Linked DNA regions of Mus musculus: regions 1 and 2 are each linked to region 3. A link is a contact called in public HiChIP or PLAC-seq data. All regions are on one chromosome and are shown on one strand. Each heading gives the region's core, a stretch centred on a gene start, on an enhancer-like site or on the middle of the called end of the contact. The rest is flanking DNA. Distances are from core to core; before and after follow the strand shown. Region 1 overlaps Myh9 (myosin, heavy polypeptide 9, non-muscle). Region 2 overlaps Myh9 (myosin, heavy polypeptide 9, non-muscle). Region 3 has its middle 23 kb from the start of Txn2.

Region 1 (4,390 bases), core at 1,072-3,571, 100 kb after region 3:
ACGAGCGGTGATATATAGGTCCTTTTTGTTGGCTTCTTTTCTTTTTTTTGTGCTGGAGATTGAACCCAGTAGATTACTTTCAAATAAAGTAATCTGCTGATCCATATCCCTAGCTCAATAGATTCTTTTTCACAACTCAGCTTTATGGTTTTCACCAAAACTCAACAGCTCCCACCTCGACTCATGCTTTGATCTGGGCCAGCAAAGCTACTTTGAGAGTAACTACTGGAAAGCTGACCTCATGATTTTGTGAGTCAGTGCACCCTTATCCAGCAGAGGTAAATTTGAGAAATCCATCTGTAGGGGCCAGAGGGCCAGGGTTTGAGTCCCTTGCATCCGCTTGGTAGCTCACAAATGTCCGTAACTCCAGTTCTAGGGGGTCCAGTGCCCTCTTTGGCTTTGGAGGACACCAGGCACATAGACATACACATACACAAAACTTGTCTTTTAAAAATCCACTGTAAAATCCAGTGGGCAGACCATGTTTGCCTGCTGTCGGCATTGCTGTACCAGTGTGTGTCCTGCCCTCCTAGGTTCTGGCAGAGACTGTGGTAGGGCTATGGCCTAGTCAGTGTACTAGGGCCAGACAGTGCTCTGTTCAGAGCAGAGAGCCGCTTTCCTTTCCCTATTGGCTTTCAGGAGTAAAGCTATCAGATGAGCAAAGATAATTTCCTGAAGTCAAAGTGAGCAGCCTGCATACATAAAGTTCCTGCAATCTTGATCTGGGTACCAACTCAGGGTTGACTCCCAAGGACCTAAGATGTTTTTGGTGTTCAGATAGTAGAGATTGGGAGTGGGGGTGGGGGTTATAGTCTGTTCATAGTCTTGTCTGTACACCTTCACCTGGTCCAGAAATACAGTAGTAGGTGTATTTCTGAAAGGTGAGGGAGTGCCACTGTGCTCCTATGGCCTGCTCTTCTTGGCAGCCTCCAGCATACCTCTTAGTAGACTGGCAAGATTGCTGGAGGCCCCAGCATTTTCAAGGCGGCGTCCCCAGCCTCATGCTTCTAACGGATGCTTCTGAGCTTATTGGGTGGGGTGGGGCAGCGGGGTGTGCATTTGTCATGGGTAGTGGGCACTCATGTGGTTTTGGATTTCCAGGCCAGAAACCTGTTGGAGATGCCTGTGCCAGGTGGGCTGCCATCGAGAACGTTTTGTCTCAGCTTTGCTGGCAGAGAAGTGGGAAGAGTCCAATTTTGCTGGTGCATCTGGCCCAGAGAAAGCTTGTTTAGGGCTTTGCTTGCTTCAGCACAGTGCAGGTCATCTCTGGAGCTTTGTTCTAATCACCCAGGCAGGGAGGGCTGCCTGAAGAGTGTAGGTGTGGGCCCAAGTCCATCATCTGTCTAGTGGGCATTGCTGCTCGGTGAGCTACCTGTGTGTCCAGGACCACGCTCTGTGTTTGGGGGACCATGGCAAAGGGCTTCCTTCCTTCCTTCCTTTTTTTTTAAGATTATTTATTTCATGTATATGAGTACACTGTAGCTATTTTCAGACATACCAGAAGAGGACATCAAGTTCCATTACAGATGGTTGTGAGCCACCATGTGGTTGCTGGGAATTGAACTCAGGACCTCTGGAAGAGCAGTCAGTGCTCTTAACCACTGAGTCACTCTCCATCCCCCAAGGGGCTTCCTTCCTAAAGGGTTGTCCGTTGGAGTCTGCTAGAAGACCTCTGCAGCCTGTCTACAACCTCTGCTAATCAGTAGGAAGTGGTATTTCACACCCTCTCTTCTCGCCTTTCTGTCTGCTTCCCAAGCCTGTCACCCAAGCTGTGATCAGGCTGTGGAGATGGCATCAGAGGCTCTCATCGTGAGTGGCCGTGGCCTTTGCATAGAGGTTGGTTGGACCCAGCCTGTTGGTGCTTTTACTGGGACAAAGGCCTGAGTTCTCTCAGTCAAATCATCAGGTCCCTCAGGATCTGTGGCCTTATCCCCAGGCCACTCTAAGGCCTTCCCACCTCTAGCTTTGAACTGGAGCCCCATATTTCACATGCTTTGCAAAATCCTTTGTGCCGTGGCTTCCTGAAGTCTAGATGGGGTTGAGAGGTGACGCTGGAGTTTCAGTGTCTGCTCAGGGTGAGCCAGTCGCCTTGCCTACACAGTAAGCCGTCCTCAGGTCTGCTGTGCAATTTTCTCCAGAGCACATTCGCAGGGGGCTGCCTGTCAGAGTGCTGACTTGGGTAGGCATGTTTGCCTGCCTTGACATTTGCTTCTCAGCTCCAGAGAACCCAGTGGACCTGGAGATGAGCTCCCTCAGGGAGGCACTCAGCCAGTTATGGCCTTGTGACAGTTCCTCCAGGGAGGTACACTCTCTGAGCCCAGCCATGAGTCAGTTGTAGTAGCTGCCTGCACCCTTCCTCCTGTACTTCCTGTCTGGCTGATGTCACCACTGTGCTAGTAGTCTCAAGCCTCACAGCCTTTTATGGACAAGAATCAGCCATTGCTCCTCTGACAGGAAGTGAGCCATAGTGTGTCTGCTCCCCTCCCCCAGTGTGTAGGACTCCAAATGCCTGGGATGAAACACCTGCCCAGGCCTCAGGTGGTCTTCTGAGTTGGCTAGAAACCTGTCCACTCAGGGTGGCCACATCAGCTCTGATGTCATTCTGTGGACCCAGCCTTGGGGCTTCTGGGTTTAAATATATATAGTCAGGGGCAGCAAGAGCTTGACTGCTGAGTGTTTAACTCATGCAAGCCTTATTTATTTATTTATTTATTTATTTTGCGGTTCTGGAAGGTTCTGCTAGGAGCTTGGTGATGTAGTGTGGGGGTGGCTAAGGAAAGAGTTCTGAGTAGGCCTCAGGCATTTATTGCCACAGGTCTTCAGAACAGACCCTGCTCATTCCAGAGGTCAAGGGCAGGGCTAATGACTTCCTTTCTAACTGCTCTGGGTGTATGGACCAATAGTAGTCAAACTGCTCTCTGCCAGCCAATGTCCCCTGCTCCAGGGCTTTGTCAAGATTCTGACTGAGGAAAGGCTGTGGCTGTTGAGAGTTCTAGAGACCATGGCTGAGACTCACAGCCCTATCTCAGCCCACATCCTCTGAGATGGGGTCCTGGTGGTTCAGAGCCTGTGTCTGAATAAGGTTATGCTGGTGGCTGTTACCTTCCAGGTCCCAGGGTAGAAAAAAGACAAAAGGGCATTTCAGATAAACTGTTAGACCGCATAGGACCAAGTATGGACTTGGGCAGAAATAAATGGCTTCCGGAGGCCTGTGAGTGTACTCAGCCACAGAGATGACAGTGTGAGGCAAGGTTATTGAGTGCTGGGTGCGCACGCATGTGCGTGTTTGTATATGTGTGTGTGTTTGTCCCCATGTGTGTGTCCATGTCCCTAACTGAACACATAGGATGGCAGGCAGCAGAATGAGCTGGCTTAGGCCTACCACTTGCTGGGACTTCCTTATCTGTAAGGGATGCCCTGAGCTCAGGAGCAGATTTCAAACATAGTGCTGTGAAAGAGTCACCCGCCTTTCCTGAGTGCTGAGGGTGTCCTTTGGCCACCCAGGAGGTCAGGTGTCAGACTGCAACTTCCAGAAAGTGTTGGAAGGCTCTTGAGGCTTTAGAGGCTGTGTGAGTCACTCTAAGCAGGTGGCTTCTCCGTGCTCAGTGTTGGGGGCCTTACTCAGGTGGAGGAGGAGGCCTCTTGGTAGGGCATCTCTGAAAGCAGTGGCTCAGCAGGGTCTGAGGAAGCAGGTTGGGATTCCTCCGAGCCTGTGTTTGGGCTGCAATGGCAGCGGAGAGGTCAGGTCAAGGGGCAGAGCTAAGGGTCCTAGGTAGGCAGAGGTCTCATGAGTCTGGCTCCGAGCTTTAAGCTTTTGGAGCACATGCAGGCCTGTATGTGTGTGTACATAAGTATATAGCATGCTGTGGATCTATTTACACACAGGAGTCTGTGTAGGTGCTGCTTTGTGCACTGAGTTCCTGCTTGATGTCTGTGCACATATTCTTGTGCACCAGGGCACACACTCTGTGCGTCTGCCTACATGTCTCTGCTTTTGTGCATGTGTGTCCGTGTGGGTTGGCTACCCTGCTTCCTGTTCAGTAGTGAATAATTCTCTGACTCCTCCTCACGTAAAGGAATTCCAGTCATCCAGGGCCTGGGCCTGGACAGCCCTGGGAAACAGTGCCTTCTGAAAGGAATGGAGAATGTTTCCTTTTATGGTAGCACCAGGCACTTTCTGCTCGTGCCTCGCCAGCACAGGCAGGTACATTCTTGCCTGCTCCGGAGCGGTGACTAAACATGCCCGCCTGCAGCCACAGCTGGGGCCGACCACAGGGAGCTGCTGGGGGAGGGCAGGGCCTGGGATGACAGAGATGCTTGCTTCAGCTTCGCGGGCCACACTGCTGTTGGGGAAGAAGGGGTGGAACCAGCTCTCCTCTAGCCTGGCCCC
Region 2 (4,838 bases), core at 1,951-4,450, 78 kb after region 3:
GCCCCAGAAATGCTGATGGGGCTCAGGCATTGCAGGCTTTGCATACCTTCCTGGGTCTCTCTCCACCAGGCAGGTTGTATTTCCATCAGCCCCAGACTTCTTGGGTTTGAAGTTTGTCATGGATCTTAGACCCCCATTACCGCCAGGCTACCCAAAGCAACACAATCTGAGGCTCAGTCTAGCCTTCTCTTCACACATGGGTCAGGTTGGTACTGAAAAAGAGGAACTGGGGGGAGTCCAGCAGCAGCCGGGGGATTACAATGTTTCTAGTTAAGACAGGCCCTCTGTGGCCCTTTAAAAAAGAGATTAGTTTATATGTATTGCCTGCAGAGCCCAGAAGAGAGCTGTGGATTCCTGGGTGTGGAATTATGGAAGGTTACGTGTCACCGTGTGGGTGCTAGAAACTGAATCTGGAGCCTCTGCATGAGCAGGAGGTGCTCTTGACTATGGCCCATCTCTCCTAGCCTCATGCCCCCCCCCCCATCTTTATTCACTTCCTGTTTACACTGGGCTTGGTAATTGTGGGCCAAAGATTATCTCTTGAGTTTATACTATTTTACATTCGTTCCCAGCTGTCCTGGTGCAGCCCAGACATTCTGGTGATCCTTTTCAGGTCTGGGGATGATACCTTTCAGGAGCTGCTATCCTCCTTATGTAGATCAGGGTGGCCTTGAGTTCACAGAGATCCACTTGCTTCTGCCTCCCCAGCGCTGGGATGGTGGTCTGCTTAGATCCCCATTTTTGTCATCTGTAAACAGGATCGTTAACATGTGGGTCACAGCCCTTTGATATGTGACCCACCCTTTCACAGGGTCGCATATCAGATATCCTGCATATCAGATAGTTATATTATGATCCATAACAGTAAGAAAGTTACGGTTATGATGTAGTAAAAATAATTTTTGGGGGGCTACCACAACATGAGGAACTGTATTAAAGGGTCACAGGTTTAGGAAGGTCGAGAACCGCTGGGTTCTCATGTCTTAGCTGGGTATAAGAGGAACTCAATGAAGTCTAGACAAGACTACACATTGAAACTTTGTCTCAAACCAAACCAAGCTATGAACTATGCCCTTGCACCACTCAAACCTGCCTCTTTTGGTTTGCTGCTCTGTAGGATGGAGTGCTCTCAGCTCAGTCTATGGACTGCTGTCCAAGCAGCCCTCAGAGTCCCCTTCCACTTTAGATCAGCCCTTAATGGTCAGATCGGCCCTTTGCGAGCCCAGGTTGTTCACCCCAGTGGTGAGTAGAGCCTCTCTCCAGATGAGCATCAGCAAGGCGAACAGTCCTTGGGTTGCCAGTGCTGAGTAGCTACTCTCAAAGCTTCCATGCTGAGTACTTAGCCTGACTGAGGAGCCACTCCTACTTCTCCTGGAGGTGCTGCCTCCATTCTGACCTTGCCTCACCACCAGGACCCTTGTGAAGTTCATTGCCCATGCCAGACTGGGAACACAACATGTTTCTACCTGACTGGTCAGACACACAGGTTTCATTCCAACCCCCTCTCTCTTGGCTCCAGTGGCCTCGGTTGGGTGGCTGTATTTCCTTGGCTTCTGGGGCCTAACTACCATGAAGTGTGTGTCTAGTATCTACATGAATAGGGAGGGGGTCTGGCTTCTGACCCCATCCTAGTCTCTCACTTGAAGCTCTTTGACCTTGGGTAAGTTGTGGGACCACTGAGTCCGTTTTTTTTTTTTTTTTTTTTTTCCCCATTAAGCTGTAGACTGAGATAAAAAGCAATACCTCAGGGGTTTGCTGCTCAGTGAAGCCTTATTGATCCCTTTGCATCTTTACACATGCTTTGCCCAGGCCAGTGGCAAGTTCAAACAAACACACACACACACACACACACACACACACACAAATCTACTTTAGGTGCTGGAGAGGTGACTCAGTTGGTAAAGTATTTGGTAAAGAACCAAGTTAGGATCCTGAGCAATTGCATCCAAAAAAAATCAGATATACTGGTACCTGCCTGTAATTCTAGCCAGGGGAAGCAGACACAGAAACATTCCTGGTGCCTACTTAGGGAACTGCATGTACGGTGACAAATTTCTGTTAAAAATGGGGGTGGGGAGCCGGGCGTGGTGTTGCATGCACGCCTTTGATCCAGCACTTGGTAGGCAGAGGCAGGCGGATTTCTGAGTTCGAGGCCAGCCTGGTCTACAAAGTGAGTTCCAGGATAGCCAGGGCTAAACAGGGAAACCCTGTCTGGAACCCCCCCCCCCCCCAAATGAGGGTGGGGCTGGGGGGCTAGAGAGATGGCTTAATGGTTTAGAGCACTGACTGCTCTTCCAGAGGTCCTGAGTTCAATTCCCACATGGTGGCTCACAACCATCTGTAGTGGGATCTGATGCTCTTTTCTGGTGTGTCTGAAGACAGCTACAGTGTGCTCATATATATTAAATAAATAAAATAAATAAATAATAAATAATGGAAAGCTAGAGAGATGGTAAAGTATTAAGAGCACCAACTCCTCTTCCTGAGGACTAGGGTTCAATTCCCAGCCCCTACCTACATGGGTGCTAACAATTGTCTTTATCAGAGCCCTCTCTGGATTCTGTCAGTACTGTACACAAGTGGTGCAGTCATGCCTGCCAGCGCGCGCGCGCGCGCGCGCACACACACACACACACACACACACACACACACACGAGAGCAGTGGAAGAAGATAACCCACTGCTGACCTCTGACCTCTGCACATGCAGGAATACACACACACACCACACACATGCAGAAAGCTATTTTGTATGTTACTTTTTCATTATGACTGTATGAAACAGTCCCATCAGGTTAGTGCGGCTGGAGTCCGGTTAGTGTTCTCATTTTATGGCAGGACATGTTGAGACTCCAAGAACCTAATAAACAAGCCATAGGTAGACAGCAAGAGAGCTTAGATCCTCTTCCTGTGGCCTTTCCCACCTAGTGTATGGACAATGGTGCCCCCATGGCTTTTGGTTCTGATGGCTTAACATCCTACCTCAGGTGAGTGTGGTGGGTTAGGAAGGAGCTGGTAGTTTTAGCCTGCTTTCTTCAGAGAACCCAGCCTTTTGGCTTCTCCAGCGTGGCTTCTCTTGCTAGCTACCGCGAGCATGCTGTTCTCAGCCCGCCTTTTGCCCATAGCCTGCTGCCTGCACTGTTTGCTGTCCCTGTCAGGGTAAGGAGGAGGAAGTAACTGTTTAGCCAAGTGCTCAGGAGGAATGCCTCATTGTCCCACACTGTGGAGCATGTGGCACCCTCTGCCCTGGCCACAGGTTGAGTTCCAGGCTTCTAAGGATCCCTCCTGCTGCTGCTTAGCTGTGTGTCCTGCATGTGAGAATACTGGTGATGCTCGCAGGTGGCAGGGCTCTGCTTTATCATGCACCCGCAGTATAGAGCACTTTGGGAGCCTTCTGTGAAAAGCACCTGAAGATGCTGGAGTGGGGTGGGGGTGGGGACGGAGGGGGGACGGGCACTTCCCTTGGAAAACCTGTCTTGGGCTTTAATTATCTTTAGGTTGAAATACCAGCCCTTCCCTACAGCCCACCCCTTTTCTTTGGGCTTTCAGACAAGAATGTGAAGAATGCGGTCCTCTGTTGTGGACCTAAGTAGAGGTCTGGGTGCTGGGGCCATCTGGGTGCCTAGGCCATCTGGACGCTGGGGTAGGACTCAAGGCTCTTTTCGCTTTTACAGGCCGCTTTGTTATGCCTAGACTGACAGGGACATTCCGGATCAGTTGTTTGTTTCAAGTCATGACAATTCCAGGCTTATTAAATTCCTGTATATTCTGTGTGACCCCTTTGAGACTCCCAGGAGCCTTACCTCAGAGGAATCAAGTTCAAAGGGATTGGCAGGGGGAGTCCGTGGTGCAGGAAATATCAGTATCAGGCCTGAGAATCAGTTCTGCTGCTCTTGCTATGGGATAAGGAGACCAGACTCACCCCTGCGCCTTTTCTTCTTCATCTGTTGTCTGCTATGGTCCTTACTGAAATGTTTCATGTGTCTGCTGCTGCCTTGCATCCTAGGAGGCAGGGAGCAAGAGGGTTGGATGCAGGACCCTGAAGCTGAGAATGAGACTGCAGGGTGCAGACACCAATAGCAAGCATGTACCAGTTGTCTCTGGTGAAACAGGATACCAAGAGAAGTTAGCTGACAGGGCTGCCGTGTGTAAGGGCGGTTGCTCCGAAATATGAGCAGGATAAAGTACTTTGAGGTGGCTTCAGTAAGGTAAAGTCCGCGTGATTAAATAGTTCATTCATGCCGGGCAGTGGTGGCGCACGCCTTTAATCCTAGCACTCGGGAGGCAGAGGCAGGCGGATTTCTGAGTTCGAGGCCAGCCTGGTCTACAAAGTGAGTTCCAGGACAGCCAGGGCTACACAGAGAAACCCTGTCTCGAAAAACCAAAAAAAAAAAAAAAATTAAAACAAAACAAAACAAAACAAAACAAAGCTCATTCATACCCCTCTCCCAGACAGCAGAGCCTAACTCAGGAGCATCGCCTTCTGCACTAATCCCAACATCACGGGGACACTTCTGTGCTGCTAAGTCTGTTGGCATGTTTGCATGTGTACACGTCTCAGAGTACAGATCTACACATGCCATTGTATGCACATATCTCCGTGTGTACCCAGATCTGTATACGACTCTGAACAGGTCTGTGTGTATACAGATCTGGGTACATGTTTGTGTGTGACTGGGTCTTTGTAAGTACATGTCTCTGTATACATACATGTCTGTGAGTGTGTACAGGAGTATGAGTGTGTGCAAATAGGTCTTTGTGTGCACATGTCTTTGTATGTCTGTACCCAGGTCTTTGGGCATGTGTCTTTGTGTGTATGTATCTGTTCAGGTGTATAGGT
Region 3 (4,913 bases), core at 1,928-4,427:
TGTTTTATTTGCTGACACAGTCACATTGTGTAGCCCAGGCCTGGCCTGCAATCATCATGATCCCACTGCCTCTGAGTGCTAGGGTTATAAGTGAGTGCCACACGCCTGCCAGGCCAGATTTCTTCTTCCAAGGACCTGGGCCAGAAACAGATCAAGGCCATCTTAATAGCCTCATTTTAGTATAATTGCTTCTACAAAGGACCTGTCTATAGTCCAGTCAGTTCTAAAGTACTGCAGGACAGGGCTTCAACTAATGAACTTGAAGGGAACACAGTCCCACTTCTGGCTCGAGTTACATGGTTTAACAATAAAGGCTCCCAACCCAGGAGCCCAGCCTTTTCTAACACCCTTCATGTGGCAAATTGCTCACGTAAGTCAGGAGGTTGGTCCTGTGACCAGTTAACCTTTATGCCGAAAACAAAAAACCTGCAGATAACCAGGCTTTGCACTCGTGTAGCCCCAGAGAACATAGCTAGGAAGGGCCAGAGGAGGGTTTCGATCCAACCTTCTGACACTGACCTGACACTATGGCTCTCCTGAGCCCTAATGTCACTAACCAGCGACAACTCAATGGCCTCACCTCAGCCCAGAGCAGTGGTTCTTCAGGCCTGCAGCCACCCCACCCCTCAGTGTGTCTGTCCTTCTCCGAGGGAAGTCAATTAATTGGTCAGCCCAGGTCACACTTCTGACCTTGGCTCTCTTGTGGGATATTCAGGTATTTTTCAGTTAATTGCTTTTCCACTATAAACAAGGTCAAAACAAACATGCCCCGACATAGCTTTTAGATTTTTATAGACCAGGATTTCCAGGGTAAAGGGAGCCTGTTATTGCCCTCAGAGTGTGGAAGGAGTGCCTCTAAGCTGAAACCAGAGGAGCTGGCTTCAGCCTGCACCTCTCACCTGCCAGTTTACTTTGGGGGAGGGGAGGGCAAGCAAAAAGAATGTCCTCCAGTGTGGCTCAGCTTGTCACATAGCCTTTTTTTTTTCCCCAGTCCCCTCTACCTATGCCTTAGAAAGCTCCAGGCTCTGATCCTGGGAGCCGGAGTCCCAGTGCTCTGCCCAGGTTGGGGTCTGGGAGAAAGCTCAGAAGGTTCATTTTCAAGATGTCAATGATACTGACCCTGGACACCTTGGACTGTACCAGTGCCAGGTCAGTCCCTAGGCCACCAGCCTCATTGAGTAGACTGCTTGCACCTGTACCCTAAGCACCTGTCATATCATGTCCCTTCTCTGCCCAGGGCCAGGCATTGAGGGGACACAGGGATCAATCCAGGTGATATATCTCCCTGGACCCCTGAGGCATTGTGCTGGGGAAGGAAACCCCAAGGATTTGACCAGGAGAGAGATTGGAAACCCAGAGAAGTGGCAGCCTTGCCTGGTTTATCCAAACTAGAGGGAGATGCCGGGATGTGGCATCTGAGCTCCTTCCTCAAACTCTAGGGTTGTTCTTCATTGACCTGGTCAGCGATGTTGAAGGAAAGGATTACCACAAGTTTCAGACGAGCTCAGGCTCAAATGAGCCAGGTCTCAAAAAAGCCAGACGAGGGTACTGGAGTTCCCTTAGTGGTTAGGACTGGCTCGCCATCATGAGGACCAGTCCTTTCCACTGCCACGTCCAGCCCAAGGACTCAGCCATGACTGTCCATTCAGTGCTGCATTGGCCTGACCTGAGAGAACGCCACACAGCCCAGAACTAACTGGAAGGTGGTCACAGGTGGAGGACTGTGCCTAGTAACCACGGTGTTAGACCAGCACTTGGCCCGACCACTGACCACAAGTTATCAGGCCCTGAGCCTCCTCCTCAGCAAAGGAAGTAGGGACTCTGTAGGGCTGGGCGTAGCCCTCCCTGCCTAAGCCTCTGTGGGCTGTAGGGACAAGCAGAGGCCAGCCTGACCCGGAGAATGTAGCAGGCCGGCAGCAGCTGGGGAAGGCTAGGATCTGTGCAGTGAGCTGACCTTCCCTACCCACTCAGCGGAGCCTGACCTCCCAGCTCCTCTCTAGAGGCTGCATTTCCCAGCACTCGGCCGCCCCAGATGACTGGTCACGACCTTCCGGGCAGGAGGCCCTCGGACACCAACTCCTACTTAACATCAGACAGAGCAGGCCCAGGCTCAGCCAGGGTTGAGGTGTGGGGTTGGGTCAGCTCAGTGACTGAGTCAAGAAGAACTTCTCAAAAAATTCCAACGGACCACCAGCTTGCCAAGCAGGGGCTAACCGGCCCCGGGGAAGACACATAGTATGTCTACAACGCAAATGCTTGATCAGAAAGGTGAGCTGGTGGGTAGAAAAGTCAGGAAGAGGATACTGAGGGATGAGTGAGCAAGGCTGCGTGCAAGAGAATAGCAGCCTGTGGGGAGGGCAGCAGTACACAGACTGGAAACAGGGAACATCACGTGCAACCAGAAGCGGCAAGTTTCAAGGGTCTGTAGCATGTTGGCACGTGCCTCCAGTCTAGCACTCTGGAAGTAGAGACATGTAGGTCTCTTAGGAGTTCCAGACAAGCCTGGTCTACACAGGACAGCCAGAGCTACATAGTGAGACCCTGTCTCAAAAGGAAAACAAAAAGAGCCAGAGCCAGGGAGAGTGATGGTCTACGCCTATAATCTCTGAGTTCGAAGCCAGCCTGGTCTGTAGAGCTCTAGGACAGCCAGAGCTAAAAAAAAAAAAAAAAAAAAAAAGACGCTTAGGCCTGTATCCTGAGCTAAGAGATGTGAAGGATGTGAAGGACTTAAGAGTTGAGGCAGCAGAGAGTCGAATCAAACAGAGATCTGGATTGTTACGAAGCAGGGGAAGGTTTGAATGGAGATGGCAATAAAGTGACCAGTAGGTAGTCTCGGGGTGAACTTCCCTTGTGATTGGCGCGCCGAAAAGGATTAAATTAACCACACACTTCGGATGGAGCAAGGTCCTGGGCTCAATCTAAGGTTAGAGACTTCTTTGCGCCCTTAGAGAAAGTCTGTCCCGGTATACGGCAGACTGGGTTAGGGACAGTTCTCTCTGACTGTGGAGATTAGCTCTCTCCTGCCCTAGCTACCTAGTGAGCTCCTCGGCTGCTGCGAAATGAAGGTTAAATCGAAAAGCCAGCCAGCACCTTACTTAGCCTAGCCTGAAGAAGACAGGCACCGGATTTCTGTGCAGATTGAGCCCCAGGGGTGGGCTCGGCATGGGGGCGGAACCAGCAGGGTGGGATGCCCTGCCCTTTAGCGCAGCGCCTGCCCAAATAAGGCGAGCGGCCCGACCGCGCTCCTTCCCAAGGCCCCGCCTCCACCACAACTTGCTGGGAAGTGCAGCAAAATCCTGTCTCACTAAGGACTGTAAGAGCCTGGGGAAGCACGCTGGGCATCTGCCAGCATGTCCCCGGTACAGGACCTGAAAACCAGAACTAGCAGTGGGCCAGAGTGGGCTTAGTAGATGCTGGGGGTTACCTGAGAGCCTGGGGCCGGTGCAAAGAGCATTCTGTATGGCTGACCTGCAGAACTTCTGCCAGTGGCGTTGAACTCGCCTCTTTATTTCGTATTTGTATGGATGGCTGTTTTAACAGTTGTGAGCCATCATCATATGGATGCTGGGAACTGAACTCGGGTCCTCTGCAAGAGCAGCCAGTGCTCTTAATCGCTGAGCCATCTCTCCAGACCCGGGCTCCATTATTTCTCATATCTCAACCGCTCCTAAATAAGGTCGAGGAGAAAGACTAATAAGGCTAGGTTAAGTACAGCTCTTATTAGTAATCTCTCCTTTTAAGAAAAGAAGTCTCAAACTGGAAACCTTGGGACAGGAGATGGAGATAGGTCCGTTTGTGATGTAGCGTTTCTTTTTTGTTGGTTTGAGAAAGGGGCTCAGTATCTGCAGCCCAGCCTTGGATATACTATGTAGGAGTTCTGAATCGCTGATTGTTTCCACCTCCTAAGTACTGGAGATACAGGTAGCTTGTCTCTGGTTCTCCGGCTCCTCCGCCTACCCCCCACCCCCGCGCGGGCCTCTTCTCCCCTCCCCCAACACACACAGGAGAGTAAAGAGGAGGAAGAGGAAGCCCAGAACACAGTGCACACCGGCAAGCTTGCTGATGACCTTCAGGCTTGCTATGTGCACCTCCTGTGTCTACAAGCCATCACACCTGCTGAGAGAGCAAACCATCGGGCACCTCGTCCCTCTCCATCCATGGCAAGGAGGGAAGAGCGCCTGGAACCTGGCTGTGCCTCCGTGGGGCACACCTGCTACATACAGATGCTGGCACATCAGCACACTCCCTCTCAGCTGCCTCTAGACCTCTGGGTATGACAGCCTTGCTTCTCACTGCCCACCTGGTCCCAGGGCACCCAGAATCTGAGGGATTCTGAAAGCTAGGAATCTGACTCCCCTGAGTCTTGTGCCATTGATGTACTCCCACGGCCCCAGGACCTGCAGGAGAAAAGCCATGCTCTTCCCAGGGCATGCCTGCCATCTTTGGCATGCCAGGCCCAGGCCCCTCTGCTGCACTGTTTTAAACTGTATGGATTTTTTTTTTATTGTGTGTGACAACTTTCCATCATATGGATCCTGAGGAGTCATATGAAGGCTTCAAAGTCCTAAACCACTGAGTTATCTCTCCAACCTGTCTGCTGCATCCAGTACACTTTCCTCCTAGGCGAACCCTTTGCAGTTTCTTCACCTGACACATTTTGAAAGCGCTAGAGGACCACCCAAGAACTCTTAAGCATACAGTCAGGAGGCATAGTCCAGTGAAGGAGTCCAGGCCTTCGTGAAGGTTACAGGAGAGTGAGACTTAGAAACAGAAAATAGCGAAGCTGGTGAACCCTCCATTGTAGGACTCTTACCTCCACATGCACAGAATCCCTGGATTCAGTCCCCACCACACACCTACGCACACACATGCAGTGGCATGAACAGTAAGGGTACATACAACCAAAGTTAAGA

Evidence for each region. HiChIP or PLAC-seq counts read pairs in DNA pulled down with a chosen protein or histone mark.
Region 1: a FOXA1 HiChIP or PLAC-seq map of pancreatic cancer cells shows a contact between it and region 3. The contact joins two enhancer-like sites. A contact is called at or near these places in 3 of 15 datasets of contacts at CTCF or cohesin (CD8 T cells, embryonic stem cells and stem cell-derived epiblast-like cells), 33 of 484 Hi-C or Micro-C datasets (the AML12 cell line, the C2C12 cell line, CD4 single positive thymocytes and 18 more), 38 of 115 datasets of contacts at active chromatin or transcription factors (the HPC-7 cell line, SST interneurons, T-cell acute lymphoblastic leukemia and 25 more) and 4 of 9 other capture datasets (adipose tissue, embryonic stem cells, liver and 1 more).
Region 2: a contact with region 3 is called in an H3K27ac HiChIP or PLAC-seq map of epiblast stem cells. The contact joins two enhancer-like sites. A contact is called at or near these places in 5 of 15 datasets of contacts at CTCF or cohesin (CD8 T cells, the NIH/3T3 cell line, embryonic stem cells and 1 more), 48 of 484 Hi-C or Micro-C datasets (the 4T1 cell line, the C2C12 cell line, the C3H10T1/2 cell line and 26 more), 33 of 115 datasets of contacts at active chromatin or transcription factors (DN3 thymocytes, the HPC-7 cell line, Th17 cells and 19 more) and 5 of 9 other capture datasets (adipose tissue, embryonic stem cells, embryonic tail and 2 more).

What each region holds. Positions count from the first base shown.
Region 1 is chr15:77,798,707-77,803,096 of GRCm38.p6, reverse strand. The region is part of intron 3 of Myh9 (myosin, heavy polypeptide 9, non-muscle); the gene reads left to right. Among named protein-coding and RNA genes, the nearest start is that of Myh9, 41 kb to the left of the region's middle. RefSeq lists an enhancer at 1,798-4,390. Within about 2 kb of position 2,321, at least 290 of the 459 cell types and tissues checked have an H3K27ac peak or open chromatin away from gene starts, as enhancers often do. A contact at or near this core is called in the C2C12 cell line, CD4 single positive thymocytes, CD8 T cells and 19 more, where this site is marked.
Region 2 is chr15:77,826,328-77,831,165 of GRCm38.p6, reverse strand. The region is part of intron 1 of Myh9 (myosin, heavy polypeptide 9, non-muscle); the gene reads left to right. Among named protein-coding and RNA genes, the nearest start is that of Myh9, 13 kb to the left of the region's middle. Within about 2 kb of position 3,200, at least 62 of the 459 cell types and tissues checked have an H3K27ac peak or open chromatin away from gene starts, as enhancers often do. A contact at or near this core is called in differentiating embryonic stem cells, embryonic stem cells, embryonic tail and 5 more, where this site is marked.
Region 3 is chr15:77,903,780-77,908,692 of GRCm38.p6, reverse strand. No RefSeq gene overlaps it. Among named protein-coding and RNA genes, the nearest start is that of Txn2, 23 kb to the left of the region's middle. Within about 2 kb of position 3,177, at least 201 of the 459 cell types and tissues checked have an H3K27ac peak or open chromatin away from gene starts, as enhancers often do. A contact at or near this core is called in the C2C12 cell line, CD4 single positive thymocytes, CD8 T cells and 23 more, where this site is marked.